2 separate regions of the Sus scrofa genome follow, and region 1 is linked to region 2. Evidence: chromatin contacts called from public Hi-C data. All regions are on one chromosome and are shown on one strand. Each heading gives the region's core, a stretch centred on a gene start, on an enhancer-like site or on the middle of the called end of the contact. The rest is flanking DNA. Distances are from core to core; before and after follow the strand shown.

Region 1 (3,034 bases), core at 378-2,877, 270 kb after region 2:
TTTTAAATAGAATAATGTCTAATACAGTAGAAACTTATCTGTATAGAGATTAGCTTTACAAAATCTTCTGAGGGGGAGAGAGTGACAAAACCAACTTCCTCTCTCCTCACATATTTGGGCTTCATTTCTGTCTCTTTGGACCTTAAAAGTATAGCATCTTTGTTTTTTGAAAAGGGGCAAAACCAAATAACTAAATAATAATAAATTCTCATTTTGGTGCTTCCAGAAGCACCATTACCTTGCCACAAATAGGATAATAAACTGCATTGAATTGGATCATAGCTTTCTCTATATCTAGTCTAGTTTCTTAGGGTTAATGATTGAACTAGTAGATTTCTCTGATTTTTTTAAAATCAGGAAACATTTACAAATATTCTTTAAGATAATAATAGCTATTACTAATTGGGTTCCTACTGAGTTATCTTAAAATAACCCTAAATGGATGGAAATAATTAGGAGACTGAAGCTGAAGGAGGTTAAATAGCTTTCTTAAGGTCACCTGTGCAGTGGGAAGTTGAAGTTAAAAACAGTATTCTTCAACTGTTTGTATTATCCCTGCTAACAAGGTACCATACTAATCCATTGTATTGATCTTATTCTGTCTCCCATCTCTGGAAGCACTTTACAAAAGCCTTCTACAATCTGTATGACAGAATAGTAGTTAGTCATATTGTTAAAAAGTTATCCTATGAAAAAAGTTCCTCTTATTCCATGGAAGTGCAAAGGGTAGAAGCATTAGTTTGTGATATTCCTAGAAGAGAAAATGGAATTTGTGCCTAGAAAGGATGAGTATAAGAAAATACTGATTTGGCTGAACAGTATCAATTCACTGTTTTGTATTAATAATATTAGATTGTTTAAGGACAGCTTTTGAAATTCTTGAGAAAGAATTTATTGTGGCATTTTAGTGTACTGAACAAAACAGACCCTTTGCCCTCTATAACCACATAGAAAACATGGATAAAATACCACAAAAAAGAAATATTCCAGAGCTGGAAAGAAAGAAAGGGAAATCCTTAGGTGTCAGAAACTAAGAGTGACTCTCAGTGAAAATTTATGGGGGTTCTCCTCTTTCTAAACCAAAGAACATTGAAAAGGTAGGAAATTTTTATAAGTAAGCGTGGTTGATTGTATGTATTTTGGGGAGGGTCACTCTGACATTTCAAACCCCACCATTAAGCTAGAAGCAATTATGTATGTCATGGAAAAATCGTAAGTTTTTCCCTGAACACAATATATTTTTTGAATAGATTAGTAATTTGTCAGTTTATAAAATCTCTAGGTTTATAATCTTGCCATTCTTATGCCTTCTAAATATAGATGAATTGAGACCTCCTAGGTTTAAGCAGCAGCAGATGGTACTTTAGAGCTCGTGCTCTGGTTTTCTATAAACTAAAATTTTGAAAAATGCCATTATTCTTTGACTTTAAAGGTGTTATACATTACTTGGCATTTTCAAAGCACAAGTTAGTGATTAAATGGGGCAAATATGTTTGGGTTGTTGTACTTTGTACTTTCAGTGGCATGTTTAAAAGTTTTATCTTATAAAAGGCTATTACATTGGTTAATAATTGTGGAACACACTCTAAGGATAGATGGTTGCAAACACTGATAACTTTGCTGCCTTTGTGCACTGTCCTAGTGAGAGTCACTTTCTCTTTAGTCACTTTAAATCCTTATGTGCACTTCCTTCTTGGATATTTATGTCCACATAAAGTAGTTGTACAGTTAAAATATAAGGGCCCAGGAGTAAAACCTAGTATTTCCAAATTAGCCTTTTTGTAGGACATTACTAATGCATAGTAGCATATGTGTTAGGCTAAACCAGCTTCCCAGTGTTTACTTTTACCCATAGCTAAAATGAAGAAAATTTTATATGCTGAATAACTATCTTAAGTTGTTTAACTATGTCTTATACTTTCGTTCAATTTAATTTCTTTAAATTTATGAAAAAGATATTACAACACTTTTAAACATCCCATTTCAGTTTGATTTTTTAATATGAAAAAGGAACTTGATTAAAATGTGTTTGTTCTTTTTTTCTTTCCACTGTCATTTTTGTTTTGCCAACCTTTATGTAAAGATTTATTTAAGAATTTTATTTAATTTTTTTTCTTTTTCAGATTTTCCCATATAAATTATCACAGAATATTGGGTAGAGTTCCCTGTGTACACTTTCTTGTTTCTTCATGTCTAGTAATTTTGAAGTGTAACTCTGATATCGTTAATGATATGTTGTAGAAACTCTGTGTTCTTTTATCTTCTTTTTTTTTTTTTTAGGGCCGCACTCATGGCATATGGAGATTTCCAGCATAGGGGTCGAATCAAAGCTGTAGCAGCTGGCCTACACTACACCACAGCCACAGCAATGTGGGATCCGAGCCGCGTCTGCAACCTACATACGCCACAGCTCCTGGCAACACTGGATCCTTAACCACTGAGCAAGGCCAGGGATTGAACCTGCGTCCTCATGGATGCTAGTCAGATTCATTTCCCCTGAGTCACGATGAGAACTCTTTTATGTTCTTCTGAAGAACAGCTGAATTATCTGTTCCTTTCTTTTAAGCTTAGCTGGGCTGCTTTGTGTGTGCTCCATACATGTGTAATTCAGGGTCACCCAGACATTTGGACAGAATTTATACATAGGTCCCTCTATGACTGACTCCTAGATTTGCATGATTTTTCTGTACTCTTTCCAGATGTTGTGTTCACTGCAAACATCAAAAAGGCTGTAGGTTTTCTGTATTCATTCTTTTTTTGGGCTGGGGCTTTCCCTCAGGCTAAAACCTGTTTAAAAATTAAACAAAATTAGAAACTCATGTAGGGTTGTTTCCTTCTTCCAAGTTTATCATACCCCTTTACCCCTATTTTTGCCAGTTTTGGGGCTATCTATAGTGCCTTAAATAGCTGCATTTTGTTTGTTTTGTTTTTGTCCAGAGCTCATATTTGAGAAGGTTGGCTTGGTAGGAACTACTTGACCATTACTAGAAACAGAATCTAAGATTTGAATTTAAATGAAGATACTTTACTCTAA
Region 2 (3,104 bases), core at 469-2,968:
TATTCAGATCTGATACAGCTTTGCTTTTCTGCTAAAGAATGAGACTTCAAAAGAGCAAGCATGGTCCATTCTGTATATGGACTAGCTCTCCAGTAACCAAAAAAAGACTTCCTCTGTCAATGGTCTATAGAATTCTTATCCCTGTGACTAACTTGATTTTTTTTTTAATAAACTATGCCTGCTTCTAGGTGACAGCCACACATAGTAAATAAATACTATTCTCTAACACATGCATTAGATGTGTTGGAGAACAGGGCTGGCTTAAAGAAATAAATATCTTATGTCAGATTTCTGCCATAGATGGTTTCTGTGTTTGAGGGCAGAGAAGGACAGAGATATGATTTTTACCGCAGCAGATCAGAATACATTCCTAAACTACTCAAATGCTAATGCAGTTCTACTGTGTTTTACTAAACCTATGATTGTTTTTAATCTACTATTATCTCATGACACAAAATATATGAAAGCATGTTTCCAGAGAATTCCAGAGTTTTACACAAACACTTCTGGATAAAGGCCATCAGTGGTTTTTTAGAGCAGTTTCAGTGAAATGGTGCAAACAGAAGCCTCCCTCATGGGAGGTTTAGAAAAGCTGAGCAGGGAGAAAATAAATACGATAGTTATAAATGACCCATTTGTCTATGTATTTGGAAGACGATTATGAAATTGAAGGGGATAAGAACACTTCTAGAGCCACTGGGAAAGATGATAGACCTCCAGGGCAAAGGTTTGAATATGGGAATAAGGCAGACTTAAGCAAGAATAGAGTTGTGTTTAATATATATATATATATATAATTAAATATATATATAATAAATACATACAAATATATATATACATGGAACATTTTCTAGATTTAGAAGGCGCTAGAGATGACAATGTAAACTATAGGGAATGCTTCAAGATTTGTCTTCAATGTACTAGAGTTTAATGATTCAGGGATGACTGTAAACAAGATTGGGGCAGGAAAGGGGGTTCTTCCAGAAAAACCCTAGAGAGCAAATGACCCCTGCAAATCCTGCAAAGTATAAGGGAGACACTCAGCAACAGTCTCTCTTATGTGACTTGGTTTAAACCTACTGGTCACAACAGCTATATGTTCATTGTTTCTTGGAAAGACCAGAACTAATGAAAAATCAATCAAGATGATCAGTTCCAACTTGTGGGAGTTCTTTCCCCACTGTGTCTGACCTGAAGCTGACAGCAGGAATTCGTGCTGCCATCTTTAAAGGTGCACACTACAAATGACCCAGTTTGCAAAACAGTCACTGAAGAGACATGGTTAAAGTGGTCACAGCAGAACTACATCATGCTGCAGAAAGAGGCTGTTCTTTTCACAGTGTAGTCAGTTCAAAGCAAAATAACAAATTCTTTCATTTGTTTTAGTTTCACATCTCAGTTTTTTTGGTCACCATTCCTTGTCAAAAATGTTTCTTAAGCATTTTTGGTGAGCACCATACCTAGGCCAGCAAAGAGCCTGACTCACAAAGTATTGATAATCCAAAATGTGGAGAGAAGAAAGGCAAACCACTGGCTGTACCACAATTTTTGTACCAAATGAACTATCAAACTGCAATTTAAAGGGAGACCTGAGGCAGACAGTGATACAATGTCCTGCTCTCCTTTCATTCTTTCTTTGACCTCTGCTTCTTTTCCTGCTTCCTTACTTTGTTTACATAGTGAGAAATCTATTATCCTCTGCTGAGTTTCAAGCATGCCTGGGCATGTTTGTCAAACTGACCTTGCAGTTTGACAAATGGGCCTGATGGGCCTCTGACTATGGACCCAGACTGGGTCTGCTACTTAAATTCAAACACATCCACACAAGTCTGGCAAATTAGTAGGGGGAGATCGGGGTATGTGTAACATTCAGAAAACCTCCCAACAAAAGAACTCATTCTCAGGGAAGAAAAAGAGCCTTATACAATGAGGACTGGTTTATTTTCCCTTCCCAAAATAATAATTTTTTTAATTGAGGTAAAATTGACATCCATTATATTAGTTTCAGGTGTAGAACATAATGATTCGATCTTTGCAAATGTTGGAAAATGATCACCACACTCTATTAACATCCATCACTGTACATAAAGAACTTCTTTCTTTCTTTTTTTTTTTTTTTTCATTATCTTTTTAGGGCCTCGTGTGCAGCATATGCAAGTTCCCAGGCTAGGGGTTTAATCAGAGCTGCAGCTGCTGGCCTATACCACAGCCACAGCAATTCAGGATCCATCCAAGCCACATCTGTGACCTACATCACAGCTCATAGCAACTCCAGATCCTTAACCCACTGAGCAAGGCCAGGGTTTGACCTCGAATTCTCATTGGATACTAGTGGGGGACGTTACCACTGAGCCACATCAGGAACTCCCAAGTTATTTATTTTTTAACTGGAAGTTTGTACCTTTTGACCCCATTCACCTGTTTTACCCCACCCCTGGCATCCACCAATAATGTTAATTTTTCCTGTATGGGTCAAATTTTAGTATATGTCTTGCTGAGGTTTGCACTCACAATAACTGTTTTTCAGTCCTGGGATACTGGGACACAGGGTTAGAATCTGTGTACTTAATGGAATCATCGCTATTAGAGGATTACAGGCCTGAAGAAACAGGCCTGAAGGGTGCCCTGCATCAGAGCCTGGCTGAAGGAGAGGAGGGGCAGGTAATTGCAGTTCAAAAGCAGACAGCCATTCATGGCGGCCCTTACTGTAATGATATTCATGCTTAAGCCAAGGGGCCCAAAAGTACCCAACTCCTGCTCAGCCCAGACATCTCTCCTCACCACAGGTCCTGAAGAAGATATTTAGAAGCAATGAAATATGAGAAATCAAAGGCCTGGTGCCTAAAATCCCCATGCAGAGCTCCCGGATTAACAGGCCAAGAACATGTTTTAGGCATATACCAAAATGAGCTCTCTCCCTCCCCTTATGCCCAATTTGCATCTTGGCATCGTCCCTCCCTTAAGCCAGCTAGCCTCATGGGATAAGAAACCAAAGTAAAAATAGCCCAAATAGTGACCTGAAATCTGACCTAACAAAGCCTGAGAAAGAAGCAGCAACTGGGGTGGGTGGGCTCGGAGAATTTAGGGAAAGTGGTTTAATCACC

Evidence for each region. A called contact is a pair of places that touch in the nucleus more often than the background predicts.
Region 1: a contact with region 2 is called in a Hi-C map of liver, with 1.9 times the contacts expected there. The contact joins two enhancer-like sites. A contact is called at or near these places in 25 of 47 Hi-C or Micro-C datasets (adipocytes, alveolar macrophages, blood and 15 more) and 2 of 2 datasets of contacts at active chromatin or transcription factors (alveolar macrophages and skeletal muscle).

What each region holds. Positions count from the first base shown.
Region 1 is chr15:83,187,469-83,190,502 of Sscrofa11.1, forward strand. The region is part of intron 2 of AGPS (alkyldihydroxyacetonephosphate synthase, peroxisomal); the gene reads left to right. Among named protein-coding and RNA genes, the nearest start is that of NFE2L2, 43 kb to the left of the region's middle. Within about 2 kb of position 1,628, at least 11 of the 83 cell types and tissues checked have an H3K27ac peak or open chromatin away from gene starts, as enhancers often do. A contact at or near this core is called in liver, where this site is marked.
Region 2 is chr15:82,917,708-82,920,811 of Sscrofa11.1, forward strand. All of the region lies in intron 2 of LOC110256983 (a long non-coding RNA gene), which reads right to left. Among named protein-coding and RNA genes, the nearest start is that of HNRNPA3, 39 kb to the right of the region's middle. Within about 2 kb of position 1,719, at least 14 of the 83 cell types and tissues checked have an H3K27ac peak or open chromatin away from gene starts, as enhancers often do. A contact at or near this core is called in liver, where this site is marked.